Regions from separate parts of the Columba livia genome. Here region 2 is linked to region 1. The links are chromatin contacts, called in public Hi-C maps. All regions are on one chromosome and are shown on one strand. The core of a region is the stretch at or near the end of the contact, and the rest is flanking DNA. Distances in the headings are between cores, read along the strand shown. Region 1 holds the start of ST8SIA6 (ST8 alpha-N-acetyl-neuraminide alpha-2,8-sialyltransferase 6). Region 2 holds the start of RSU1 (Ras suppressor protein 1).

What was found. Hi-C and Micro-C count contacts between places; a contact is called where the count stands out from the background.
Region 2: a contact with region 1 is called in a Hi-C map of liver, with 3 times the contacts expected there. The contact joins the promoter of RSU1 here to the promoter of ST8SIA6 in region 1. A contact is called at or near these places in 2 of 2 Hi-C or Micro-C datasets (crop and liver).

What each region holds. Positions count from the first base shown.
Region 1 is chr2:22,317,667-22,324,562 of bColLiv1.pat.W.v2, forward strand. ST8SIA6 (ST8 alpha-N-acetyl-neuraminide alpha-2,8-sialyltransferase 6) reads left to right here and starts at 3,034. Exons shown (of 8, transcript XM_065050899.1): 1 at 3,034-3,293. The coding sequence starts at 3,247.
Region 2 is chr2:22,605,135-22,612,489 of bColLiv1.pat.W.v2, forward strand. It overlaps RSU1 (Ras suppressor protein 1), which reads left to right and starts at 5,287. Exons shown (of 9, transcript XM_065050911.1): 1 at 5,287-5,399. The coding sequence starts at 5,382. It overlaps LOC135578428 (a long non-coding RNA gene), which reads right to left. Exons shown (of 2, transcript XR_010469995.1): 2 at 2,549-6,860. CUBN (cubilin) reads left to right here. Exons shown (of 67, transcript XM_065050909.1): 65 at 62-227; 66 at 1,470-1,705; 67 at 2,108-2,427. The coding sequence ends at 2,215.

The sequences.
Region 1 (6,896 bases), core at 1,784-4,283:
ACAGTAAATAAGAAAAGTGACTTGAAAAGGCTCTGGGCCCCGAGTGACTCTCAGAATAGTGAACAGCAACAACAAAAGCAAGAGTGCACTTTGAAAGAAAACACAGATGTGCTCTTCCACCTGGCCGCATCTGAACCCTTTCTCAACTGAAAGATCAATGCACAAAGCAAAGATATGTTGCATCTTTCATGTGGCTGTGCTGTTCTGTAATAAAACGTGAACAAACACGTTTTGTTTACCAACCTTCTAGTGAAGGCACATTTTTCTATCAGGAAACTTCTCATGTCCCATTCTCCAGCCTACTGAAGCAGAAGGTTAGATCTTCCCTTGACATTGACGAAGCTGCACAAATGTACATTGGAGAGTCTCCAGCTGCTCCCTTCAGAAGCAAACTTTGTCATGGAAAAAAATGTTTCATTTTTGAGTATGAGGAACAAAGTATTTTTTCATCAAGCCAGAAGTTCAGCAAAAACCAGGTGCCACAACTCAGTGAAGCTGGCAACAAGTTTTCATGATGTCTGAATTCACAGAGTTTGCCAACAGACCTGGATTTGGGCTATAGGCTTCCAGTAAATAGCCCTCTCTCCCCTTGGGTAAACAGCTTTACCGTTGTGTTTTCCCATTTGGCTGGTTGGTTTGTAAAACTGGGTTTTGTCAGGAGAAATAAGAATCTGTTAGGTGCCTTTTGAAGCAACTAACAAACAGCTTTCTTAGTCAAGGATGGGTCCTTGCCTTGTTTTCTGCCACAGGCAGTCTCAGAAGAAGCTTGGATCAAAGTAGGCCAGGGATTTTTGTTCTGACTCCATGAGCATATTTTTAAAATGTTTCCTGTTTAGTGAATTACTTATTTTTGTCTTCATATCATTGTCTTTTTAGCACCTCTTTAACTGGAGACTATTTTGGGGGGTGGCAGCAGCAAACAAATTGGCAGCTGCATGGAGATCTGACCTGACAGCAAAACTACCTTCTCATTGTAATGACCACAACTTGCTCACATTTGAAAACCTTGTTCTCATTCATGAAAAATATAAACCCTCTAATTAAGACTTCTTATCACTGATACCTCCTCTCTGCACAGACCTAGGTCAAGGCATGAATACTCTTTCTGATACATCCCTCCTCCATTTGAATAAAGCATAATGGAAAATAAAATACAACAATGAAATCTGCCAGTGACCGTGAGGTGAATAATGAGCCTTCCCCATGCTTCCCGTGCTCTCAGTGTCTGTAGCACAGAGTTTGGCAGAGCCGCTGGGTTTGCTCATTTCCTTTAGTCTGAGCCAACATTCCCAGTAGCGTCAGGACAATTTTAGAAGCAAGATGCACTCAACTGAACTTCATCTATGAAGAGACAAACAGGTGCTTATAGCTGAGTTTTCAAGTCCATATATTACCTTGATAGCTTCTTTTTTTTCTGCCTGAAATAGAGCAATTTTTGAATATGGGCTTTTTGTCAATCCGCAGATTTCAGGAAGCCATCTACTCCTAAATCTGTTCATTCTGGGGAAAATGAAAAAGCATAGGAGAAGATAGAAACACATCTGCAGTATTTGGAGTAACTGAAATAGGTGAAATAAATGTTGAGCAATATCCAGAATGCCTTCTACCATAATAATGCCCTCTTGCAAACCTGCTAACTCAATGCATTTTAACTTCTCTGTGCTTTGCTGCATCGCATGATTTCAAATTATATCTTGGGAAGGAAAAGGGCTGAGTACATCCACCAGTGCAAAGAAGTGATAAGGAAAAGTTCTGGGGAATCATGACAGAGGGAGCTGGAGGTTGTGTGGGGATATATGAAGAGGAATGCATGGGCACTCCGACAGACAATCTGTGAATTTAGTCCACATATTTTTAAGTTTACAGCCTGCAGGGCTGAAGATTTGTCAGCTGATGTGCTGCAACACAGTCGGAAGCAGCAGAGACCCCATATTGCTGAGCAGATCAGCAGAGACATAAATCAGTATGCGTCTGGCCAGAGTGTCTGAATGGACACCCACACTGGCAAGTAGTGCCCTGCAACAGGAGTCGGTCTGTGGAGTGAAACAGTTGGCACTGAGGATCCAATGTCCACACTATTCATGGCGGGGGGGCGGAGGGGGACGGGGGAGGTTACTGATGCCATGAGTAGTTGGAGCATGTTAGGTACAGTCCAGAAACATGTCTTCTAGTTTGATTTCATCTGAAAGCAATGCAGCTTGTGCACCCTGAGACCATTCCACAAAGCAAACAAAAATAGGGTTGATAGGGTGACTGACTTTAAAAACATTCTGAGAGTGTAAAATGCTGGTGTAGGTGCACTCTCTCTCAACTTCTCTAACGACATATAACAATACAGCTGAGTGTAAATCATTCCTATGGGTAGGAAAAGATTTGGTAACAGTGCACTCTCTCTCAACTTCTCTAACGACATATAACAATACAGCTGAGTGTAAATCATTCCTATGGGTAGGAAAAGATTTGGTAACAGGTGAGTTAGTACACATGGGAAACACAGCAGTATTTGTTCCAGAATTCTCTATTTAGGATGTTGAAGAGCTTTTTGTGCAGCTTTTAACAATTTGTAAAATACCACAGACCCCCAACTGTGTCTGGAAAACTTTCTTTGATCACCTGCATCTCTGGTCTCTGGCACTGCAGATCCTCCTGCGGGTCGCGGGGTGATACTGCACAACCAGTAACATAAACCTATTGCTATTTCCTTTGATCATTAATCACTCAGGATTTCATCAGTAATTGAGATACCTAAGGCACCCTTATAAAGACTATAAGGTTTCTTGTAGTTGAAGCCCTTCTCCCTTTCTAAGGCACTTACATTTTCTTTTTCTAGGAATAGCCTCGGTGATAAAATGAGTCACCTAACCCAGTGCCAACAGGGAACACGATGACTGACACTTATACAGCACCTTTCATGCTAAGAATGTTTAAAGCTATGCCTGGAATCCTGCCCTGGCTTCTGGCTGTGCTGTCAATGTGATGCTGGAGCCTTTTTGCCCACGCAGACGAGGGGTCTCAGTGTGAGGGCTCAACGCCCTTCACTGCTGCTTTGGGAAGGAGCTGTGGCTGTCTGACCTGGCTGGTGTACATAAATGTTAGGTACAGAGTTACAGTGTTCATATGCCATGCCACGAGGAACAGCAATGGGAGGGACCATGCAAGCCTTGGGTGAGGGTCCTGCAGCAATGTCACAGGCACTTCTCAGCCTCCTGACAGCAAGAGCCAACAGCTCCATCCTCCAGCGCACCCATGCTGTCCCAGGTGCTACAGAGATCCAGACAGTTCAGTATGAAGAGGTAAGTGACATGGGCTTTATGCTTATTTTGGTCCTACTGGCTTAACACAAGCAAGACTTGACTACATGTCTTAGAAGAATGGGTTACTTTCTCAGGGATGTGGTGCCTAGCACTAATGTGCATCTAACCAACCATAGCGACACTAGAAATAATCAGACAAAGGGAAGAGATATTGCTTGAATGGATTCAATGATGACATTGAGTCTATTATTTGTATTATGTACTGTAAGTGGTTGAGTCACCATCCCTGGAGGTATTTAAAAGATGTGTAGATGTGGCACTTAGGGACATGGTTTAGTGGAGCTGGCAGTGTAAGGTTAAAGGTTGGACTTGATGATCATAAAGGTCTTTTCTAACCTAAACAATTCTATGATTTTATGATTCTGTGATTATTTTCTAGTAACACCTTTGGGATACTTATCTGTCTGTGTTGTCCAAGACGACCTTTGCTTTATTTCTCATTTAAATTCCTCACCAATGTATATCCTAATCGTACTCAGGAGCTGGGTGAAAAAATATTCCCAGGTCAGTTTTCACTGGGTGAAAAAATATTCCCAGGTCAATATTTAGAATCACCTTCTGTAGCCATTGCTGAATTTATTTGTGATTTTTGTCACCCAGCTACTAACTAGTCCCAGAACACTAAGATGTGATACAATGATGTTATAGAAATTGCTATTGTAGCACTGCAAAGTTCCTGAAAAATGGATTTTTAGATCAAATCAGAAATAGGGTAGAATGTGAGTGTGAATGTCCTTCTTGAATTTGTCAGTCTGATCATGTACAGATTGAGTGTCCCTAATGCTATAATTATGGAAAGGGAGTTCAGGGGGCAAAAGAACAGGCTCTGCAAGAGCCTACAGGTTGCTTCATTATGTCAGAAAGAAACATGGTTCTTAGTAAGCGTAAATGTCACTCTTGCTACCTCTTTGTGCAAACAGAGGGAATGATGCCATGGCTGCTAGCATGTGATTGAAATAGAAGGTCTGAGCTCAATACTTCAGTCACGGGCCATTAATTAATATCTCAGTGCATTAATTAATATCTCAGACTGTCATGCTACAAAAGGAGAACAATATATTCTTTTTGGCAGTTCAGCAGCAATTTGAAGAAGAAAAAGCCACCAGCAATTTTTAGACAACAGACTGACGATTGCGATTATTTAGTGACAATAGGGAAGCCAAGAGTGATCTGCAGAAGTCAGGGAGAAGGCTAAGTATGTAATACTAATATCAGTAGTTTATGGAACAATTCATGGACAGAGTCCCTACACAAAAACACCTGAGAAGCAAACAGCTCAGTTGTTCCTCCAGCCAGCATGCCAAACACAGCTTCAGCTTCTGTACCACAAACTACCTGATTCAGAGAAACCTGAAAACTGTGTAGAAAGGGTATTAGAAAAGTGACATTGGACTTCACTTTTTCTTTTATGAAACTTGAGCTTCTGCAGGGCAGATACATAAGTTCTTAAATAAAAATGTCATAAGTATCAAATGAAAATGTAATTATCAAATGAAAATATCATTTAGTTACAAAGGAAGTCAGTATTTCTGTAGCCAGTAGCAAGCAAGGGGAACAAGAGGGAGACTGAAGAGGACAGCGTTGGTGGGACCCCTGGTCTTTTGAGTGCCTGTGCACATCTGCCCAGCGACATCAGTAGTTTTCTATTTAAAGTCAGGCACTTGTTCACTGAACCTGACTCAAAGATAACCGCAGCTTGTTTCAAAAAACTGAAAAAATAATCGGTGTGAAATGTACTGGAAAACAGCACGGTTATTCATGTGCCTCAGCAGTTTCCTTATTAGGTAAAACAAGCTTTTGATTGTTCTCCCAGGACATACAATACCTCAATATGCTGCAAAATAGGCTGTTATAAAATGAGCCTGCACGACTTGCATACCTCAATGACCACTTCTGTGACAAATGCAAATTAATATTTTGAATCCAAGGTCAAAGTCTAATCATGGAAATGACAATGGCTTAGTCTGTGATGAGCTGCGTTAGACATGTGGCACAGTGTACATTGCCTGCTTGTCCTGGGCTGACGGGGATCTGGTGGCTTTGCAGGGCACAGGGACCACTGGCTGCCCTTGTGATGGGTTCCCTTGGAAGTTACAATGCAAATTCCTCCCAGCAGATGCAAAAGAAACCAACATGTGATCAAAATCTTCCTATGGAAAAGGAAAGCACCACACATTACAATAGAAAGATTAGAAGCTCATAAAACAAAAGGGTGGATTAGAGTTCCAGATATATCGTGTTGCAACTGGTCTTTCACAGTTGGCTCTGCTCTTTGGAACCACTGAATCATTTCCTACTTGGACAAATCGGGAAATGTCAGCTTTTTCCAATTCAGTTCTATCTGGTTGCATCAACTGAAAATTCAGAGTCGCTCAGTGTCAAAGTGTGGTAAAGATAGTTACACAGAAGAATATCAATTAATTCATTATCCTAGCAGGATTAACCTCGTTTAAATAGCACCATCCCTCATCCTGAACGAGGTTAGAATAAAAGTTAAGGACAGGCCTTATTGCAGGAAGAAAGTGTCTCTTTTAAAATCTGGATTACTTTTCAGCAAGTAACCCAAGTTTGGGTAACCTTTTAAACCTTAAGAAGTTGTTCTGTTGGGGAGGGATGTACTAAAACTTGTGATCTCCGGTTCAAAAATACTTATTGAAAATGGTGTCTGAGCCAGGATTAAAGTCTGCAGCCTTTTTATATTAATTTCAAATTATACTAAGATATTCTTTAGATAGTATTCTATTATTAAGTAGATAAAACAAATCTCTAATGTGAGTTAAATTAAAGTCTTAATGAGGAAAAAGTCATTACATATAACACAAAAGCTGCAATCATACCTAGACATGGAAATGTTTTATTAGGCATTAAGAGCCAGCTTCCAAGGCATGTGATGGAGATTGATGGGTAGAAACTCTCCTAAATGTAATGAAACAGAAAATCCATCTTTCCTCTGATATTAGTGTAAGAGAGAGAGATGGTCACAGCACGAATCTGGCAGAGTTAATTACAAACCTGAATGCATGGGACAAAGCTGGGGAGCAGCATCTGTGCATACGAAGATGTTTTGTCACAGGAGCTGGGGCTCTTTTGCTGTCTCTCCTCCTATCCAACTGCAGGTGGCACTGGTTGGGCACCTAACGATGACTTATGAAGTTTAAGATTATTTCTATCTGTGGAAGTTATGGAAATAACTGGATGCAGGAGATCAGAACACTCTGGGCCTCTGCCCTTGAGGAATGGGGTGATAAGACAAGAAATTATGTTGACTTAACCATGTGTCCAGAAGGATTCATTTTGACTTTGTAGTCTTGATATCAGCTGCCAGCTCAAAGGAGATTAATGTGATGGTGATGTTTCAAGGCATATTATTGAAGTGGCAGCTGCTGATCACTTTCTATTGCTGTTCTGAAAAATGATGAGGCCCTCGATTTTACACGTCTCCAGCCTGACTGCAGACTAGTGCTAGGAGAAAGAAGTAAAAGGGATGGTGAGATTACTTTACATACATCCTTACATCTGGCCTAAATGCAAGCCGTTTACTGGCCCAAGATGTGATCTGGCAGTGTGAATTTGTTGAACTCG
Region 2 (7,355 bases), core at 4,037-6,536, 290 kb after region 1:
GTACTGGGTTATAACTGGCATAGGGACGTAATGTTGACAATGCTTTTTGTTTCCCTTGAAGGTCAGAAACGGGAGTGATGTGCAATCACCACTACTTGGCAGGTTCTGTGGAAACACTGTGCCTAGTCCCATCTTCCCCCAAAATCATGTTGTCTACCTTCGTTTCAAGAGTGATTTTTCAGGGGCTCATGATGGATATGAAATTACTTGGACTTCATCATTAAGTGGTAAGGCTGTAATTACAAAGGATTTCCCCTCAGCGATTGTACACAGAAGGAAAATACAGAAATGTGGAATTCAGTCTGCTCAGATTGGGCCCTGCCTCATCAACACTTAAGACCTTCCCAAGCACCCACAGTCCACCCTGTTCAGTCACTGGAGAGAGGCAGTTGTTCCTGAAGACTAGTGAGGCAAGACCCATTTTATGTGATAGAAGCAATTCCCTCTCTCTAATGTTGACTTCAGCAACCTCAGAGGATGTAGTCCACTTAAGATGAAGATTTACGTCTTTCACTGAGAGGTCAGAAAATATAAGGAACATCTACGTTGGGATCCACAGAGCAGTGGTGGTGCTGGTGGTGACTCAGACTACTCCAATAATAGTCCAGTTGTGATGTGCTCTAGGATCTAGGCACTACTGAGCCTCAAGAGGACTGAAATTTGCCACAAGAAAATAACGTGACTATAATGCTGTATAGTGACTATATCATAGACACATTCATAAATGGCTTATGAAATGGCAGTGAATAGCCAGGTAATGGTTTGTTCAAGACACTAACTTACTGGAGGTAGGAAAGCTCATGGTCAGCTGAGAAGCAGAATAACCTTACAGCATTGAGTGAATTGGTGATGAAAAGGCAGATAAAGTTCAGTGTAGGAAAGTATTCCTGAAGAACATGGGCAAACAAAAAGACAATCCCAATTTCACTTACAAAAATATGGGCTCTGAGTTGACTTTTAGTACCCAGCAACAAGATCTTACAGTAAAATAGTCCTAGCACAGTCCTAAGAGTTGTTGGGAAATGAAGAGAGAACAAATTGACAGCCACTGTACAAAGCCATAGTTAACACACACATTGAACAATGTGGACAGTTCTGGTCTCCTCCTGTTATAAATAATCCAGTATAACTAAGGGCTCAGTATAAAAAATGGCTTCTATATGAGGTATGCTGAGACTTTTTAATCCACTTAAGAAACTACTGAGGTCTGTAAAATTGAGTGATATTGGATGATAAATAGTGATCAACTGTTCATTGACCTGTCCCATAGAAGAACCAGAGGCCATTAGATAAAGCCAGGAGGTGGTAGGTTCAAAACAAACCAAACTAACCAGTCCTTCACATATCGTGCAGCTAAGCTGCACAGCTCCTTCCCATAGGATGCTGTTACTAATACTGTAGTAATGTACTACATCGTGTAGTATCTTGTGAAACAAAGCCTTGTAAGCTAATTAAGTGTCTGTCTCCAGGATGTGGAGGAACATTATACGGCAGCACCGGTTCATTTGCTAGTCCCAGCTACCCAGCAACTTACCCCAACAGCACAGACTGTGAGTGGGTCATTACTGCGCCCAAGGGACGGATCGTCACAGTGAACTTCGATTTCATCAGCATTGATGACCCAGGGGACTGCAATAGCAACTACCTGATCCTGTACAACGGGCCAGATGCCAGCTACCCCCCAGCCAGGCTGTTCTGCGGGATGGTATGTATTCCCTAATGTCTGCCACCCCATAAGTGGTTAAAATGTACCTTTACTGTTTGGTATTTAGGATTGTTTCCCCAGTCCTGGCATGAATTCATGACAGATGAGTGGAAGCAAATGCATAAGGCTCCTGTGGCGCCTTAGAAGCCTTCCAATGCAGACCTTACAGTGACATCTAGTGGGAGGCATCATCAAGATATTTTGCTTTGTATTTAGTTGTGTTTGCGATTTAAATACTCGTAATACCCTGAAGGAGAAGTGCAACAGCAGTATCTAGCATAGACCTGAGGTCACTTCGAGTCTGTGATCCAATTTGTGCCTCAGTTTTAACTCTCTGACAGGCTTTTCCCAAGAATCTTGATGTTCTATAAAGCTTTTCATTTTTCTTGTTTTTAATTTCAGGATACAAACATTGCTCCATTTACTGCTACATCTCATCAAGTCTATATAAAATTTCATGCTGAATATGTGACTTTACCATCAGGATTCCAGTTAAGCTGGACAAGCTAGGACACTTTATGAGAACTATATTACCGTTCCTTGCTATACTGAAGAGACTTTAGATCATAAAGTAAGTCTGAAATCTGGTTCTGATAATTGCAGCTGAGGTAAGGTCTTTTAAAAATTACCCTAAGTGTAGCTGTTATGAATTTAGAGTTCTGTCAAAATATGTGATCTCCCATTGTACTGAAAATAAACTATTATCTACCCAACTGTGAAAATGAGTTTTTGCTAGATTTTGAAACATTTTTAATAGTCACACCATTTCAAAGTTTCACATTCAATGCTACAAAAAGTGAATTAGCCAGGATAAAACTTAAACACAGAACACTCAACAACAAGTTGATAAGAGGCCCTAATATGCCAAGTTGTCTTTATTTCTATAGAGTTACGTGGTTTTATACCACGCATCCTTGAAAATGCTAGGTAAAGTTTCAAATTAGAATCAAATCAGAAATTACTACAAAATGGCCCGCGTCCTACAATCACTGATACAGACACTTTGCTGAAGAACTTTCTATAAAAACTGTGCATTGGGTGCAAGAACCCGGCTAAACTCAAGCATTCACTGAAGTTTAACAGAGTAAGGACATACCATGGTACTATTAATAAATCTTAACCACATTTGGAAGTAATGTCAGGATCAGAGCTCTGTGTTCAATATACGCACATATCTGTGATTATATTTATTGAGTTATATCCTCAAGCTTCAAAACATATTTTACAACTGAATATAAAACCTTGTGAGACTTTCAGTAACCATGTTGCCTTCCTAGTCAACTTGTAGGCAATTTCTTAGACATTTATAAAACAGATATCACTTCAGAACTGGGCAGACATAAAAATATCAATTGACCTTTGACTAGAATTAGTTTTTCCCTTCCCCAGGCTAACACACCATACATAAAAAAATGTTGTTGGCAGGGTATACAGAGGACACTGATCCCCACCATGAAACATCTTTTGTCGCTACCCAGAATGAATGATCAATTGATTTCCTGAATGTCAACTGTGATGGACAGGCAAGAGGAATTTACGCTGCAGCAGAGGAGCACAAACTTCATCAGAACTTTCACTTCATAACTATTACAAAAAGTCACAGTGAAAGTAATTCCTTAACATGATTGTTGCAATAATTATTTATGAAATTACATCAAAGTCTTAGCGGTAGTTCTAAACAAATTTAGGAACTCTGTGAAGTTTCCCAGTGACTGCTGAAAAAGCCATCATTCCACAAACATACAAAACTTTATAGTGGCTGAGAAGTCATCCCAGTTAAAAGAAAATATAGAAAACATGGAAAAGAGAAAAAGAAAAAGGGAAAAAAGGTAGATGGCAAGCTATAAAATACAACTCAAAATCATCCAGTACTAAGTTAGAAAGAGAGCAATGTGTGAACTCCCACTGGCCAACAGAATTAAATGTAAGCCAGCATTTTAAAATTGTCCAAGGACCAAGAAAAACCTGGCCTATGTACAGGTGATATTCCTGCTAACACGCTAAAGTATAACATGGAAAAACAAGAAATATCTGTATTTGGATCAAACTAGGAGACAACTATGTCCTACTGAGCTGCTAGCAGAACAGAAAGATCCTGTAATAAGGGAAGACATAAAAGACCATATCATCAAATTAAACATTTTCAGATCACTGGCCCAGAAAGCTCTTGCTGAGATTCCACACCAAACTGATTTCATATTTGCAATCAAGGGCCGATACTATTTTTGTCCATAAAGTTTATTAAAAACTCCATAAAGGGGATAGCAAGCAGTAAAGAAAACAAACATCTGAGCTGTCTGGAGATAAAGCCACAAAACAAGTTCTGAAGAGAGCAGTGTGTAAGACACCGTGAATAAAATGACGTGTGCCTTGGCCATTTGCCTGCGGAGATCAGGACTTGGTTTCTTCCTTGGACAGCTGCATCTCCAGCCTTTGTGAATGTCTGTTCTGGCTTTGACCTTCCTGCGAATCACCGTGGATTTGGTGCAGTTGGTGCAGGGCAGAGAAGCCCCTCGGGGATCTGGCTGCTGTCTCTTGCTGCTAGGTGGCTGGTCATGGAAGCGTCAGACTACAGGTGAAAATCAGCTTGGCGAGAACACTGTCATTTTCTGCATTTTGGCTCCACTGGAAGCCACAGGTGAAAGGGAAGGGCACGTCTCCCACCAAACAGGTCCCTGCCGCCACAGGCAGTGCTCTGCAGGACATCCATCTCTTTCGTCAGAAGTGCCCTGATGGACAAAGAGGTCTTGAGGTCTCAGGTCAAACCTTGGCCGTGTCAGGAGTATAACAACAGATAAATTGACAAACAATAGAAACCTGTACAGGGTTTTAATGAATAAATTTAATTACTGTTTGAGACCTGTATCAGCCACACATCATACAGTTAATGGACAAAAGTTGAGCTCCCGAAAGACACCCCTGGCCCTTTGCTGGGGATGGCCCACTGTTGATGCAGGCAATAGCATATAGATGCCATCTGGTGACCTGGGGTGAGCATGAAACCATCCTGGTAATACAACCTTTGGCCTCAAGCTCGAGAGGGGAACTGCAGTTAAACTGATGAATTTGCTGAAATCTGTACTTCAGAAATATGCATTTCACTAAGAGAAAAGCATATTTCACTTGAAAACAGATTAAAAGGTTTTGGATATTTTTGATATGATAAATACTTGCTCCTGGTATGACTTTCTGTCACAATGTCAAATTTTATGGAATCACTGAACTTCTGCAGCAAAAAGAAGAGTAAAGAACACTGCGAATACTATGAAGAGAAATTTGCAAGTGTTTCATTTTTTTTAAAATTTAACAATAACTAATGCTTGGTGCATCTTTGAAAGTTACAAATACTCCATATCTGTGCATGATTTTACTTAAAAATGAGTAAAACCTATGAGGTTCTTTAGAAAAACATGAAAGTCCTGCAGAGAATTTGTGTTCATGAAGGCTGTTGAATGAAGCTGCTGGTACAAGGTTCAATTGATCTAGCCCCACTGACTATCACCAAAAATAGTCAAAGTCTAAAATTAGAGTAAATTATCAAACCCATTCTTTAAAAAAACAGGAACAAAGTAACCTACTGCTGTCCTCTAACATTTTATATGTGGAACCACAACAGAAATAACACTGCAGAAGAATTAAAGTGGAGATCCTTAGAGGAGAGAGCTGGTGCTAAGCCATGTTTCTGTCTTGCAAGGTAAGAATTAATTTAAAACATTTGCTTTAAAATGAACGCACAGCAAAAGCAAACAGGGACTACTTAACTGATGTTTTAATATTAAGTATTCCATGAAACTTCTATGTGTTTTTTGCAGTGTACAATTCAAAAGACAAAATCTGTGTTTAGTAAGATTTATGGCTTTGCCTCAAAATACTGCCAGAAATATCTTTGATTTCATGTCTGTGCACCTTGCTGTCTATTTTATAGATAATGTAGTTGTGAATGCTGCATGTCCGTGTTACAACACCTGCATGACTACAAACAACCTCCCCCACCAGTGACAAAGCACCCACAATGAACGTGCGTTTTCACTTCCCAAAGCCTGCATGTTTTTAACTTATGTGTAAATCTTCTACAAGTTACTACACATATTTATTCTTATATAAAGGTATATTTTATAAGACAGTTGTATATGAATGGTAAGCACTTGAAGACTAGAATTTGAAGAATGAGCACTAGAAGGTCTGCAACAGTATTTTTTAATTGCCCTTCCCATGTGGCAGGGCTGTTCTTTATAAACAATACATGAGAAGTAATAACAGAATGAGATTGTTGGGGCTATAGTTACTTGAAGTAAAGGAGAGAGAAGATATACAGCTAAAATGCTAGAAATTGTGGTGCAGGCGATTTAAAACATTAGCTAATTTTAGTTAAATTTACAAAGCAATTTTGGCAGAAGAGCAGTTTTCACTCGGCTTGTAAACAAACGGGGAGGTGTTTCAGTTTCCCTCAGTAAGTGCAGAGGAGTGTCCTAGGCACCAGAATTAACATATTTTGGGCGATTATTTTTTGTCAGCTGCCAAACTAAAACCACAGAATTATTCTGCAGTCCTGTTTAAAATGAAATGTAACAAAAAATTCCTAGCATCAACTACTGTTCATAATAACAACAGCAGCAATAATACAGGATTACTAACAAATAAATGTTTAAAATGTTTGCTAGCTGATAATAAAAATAAAGGCAAAATTCTAGAAGCTTGCTTTTATAAGGCAAAGATCAGCAAAACAAATATTGTGTTCAAGTTACCACACATAATCACTGTTGGATAAATTTTTAGTAGCAGTGCCCAGCAATATACAACTGTTTTTGCAGGTGCATGTTGCTGTTTTATTGTTTTGATGACACGCTAACCCTGCGTTAATGTTGACCCTTATGATAGCTTTTCTTGGAGGGAAAGAAAAAGGATAAAAATAGAATAATAATGTAAAACCTCATTTCCTTGGTTAGAACTCCCTAGCATAGCAGAGCAAGGGCAATGCCAGAGCCACGCGTCGCCTCGCTGCTCCCCAGCACAGGAGGCACATCCAGCGCCCGCTGCCCGGCCGGGGGAACCTTGGCGATGGAGCGACTTCTCCCTCTTCTCGCCAGCACACGGCAGCTGCAGCTCTGCCATACGGTCCTGGCCATGCATCTGCCACCTCCTTTAGCCTGCTCTCCTAAGGACAGAAGGCACATGCCAGCCTCACCAAAGAATTCAGGCATTTGCTCTATAAACATTTAAGCCAAGTGACAAATTCAGAACCTGGTGGATATCAAAGATGTTTTATAGTTGTTTCATAAGCAAGAAATCAGTAGCTGAATAGTGGAGTGAGGCTGCAATTGGAAAAGCCTGTGGTGTGTGCTCCACCACAGCCATGGGGAGGGCTGCGCTGGCCAGTCCCCAGACACAGCCTGACCTGCCCCTCGCTGGGGATGCTTGTAGACAAAGGGGTTATGGAAGAACTGCATGTACTGGGAAGAGGTGCTAGGGGATAAGAGAGGGGAGAGGGGCTACTCCAGTGATCTAGGCCATCTGCTGAAACTTCTGAGTATGACTGCTGGTGGAACAACCTGAACATTAAGTTTTCAAGGAAAAGGAATGAGCTGGCCCTTGGACAGTGCCGTGGCTACTTACTTTCCCACCCCTTCTCACCCAACTGCGACTGGGCGCT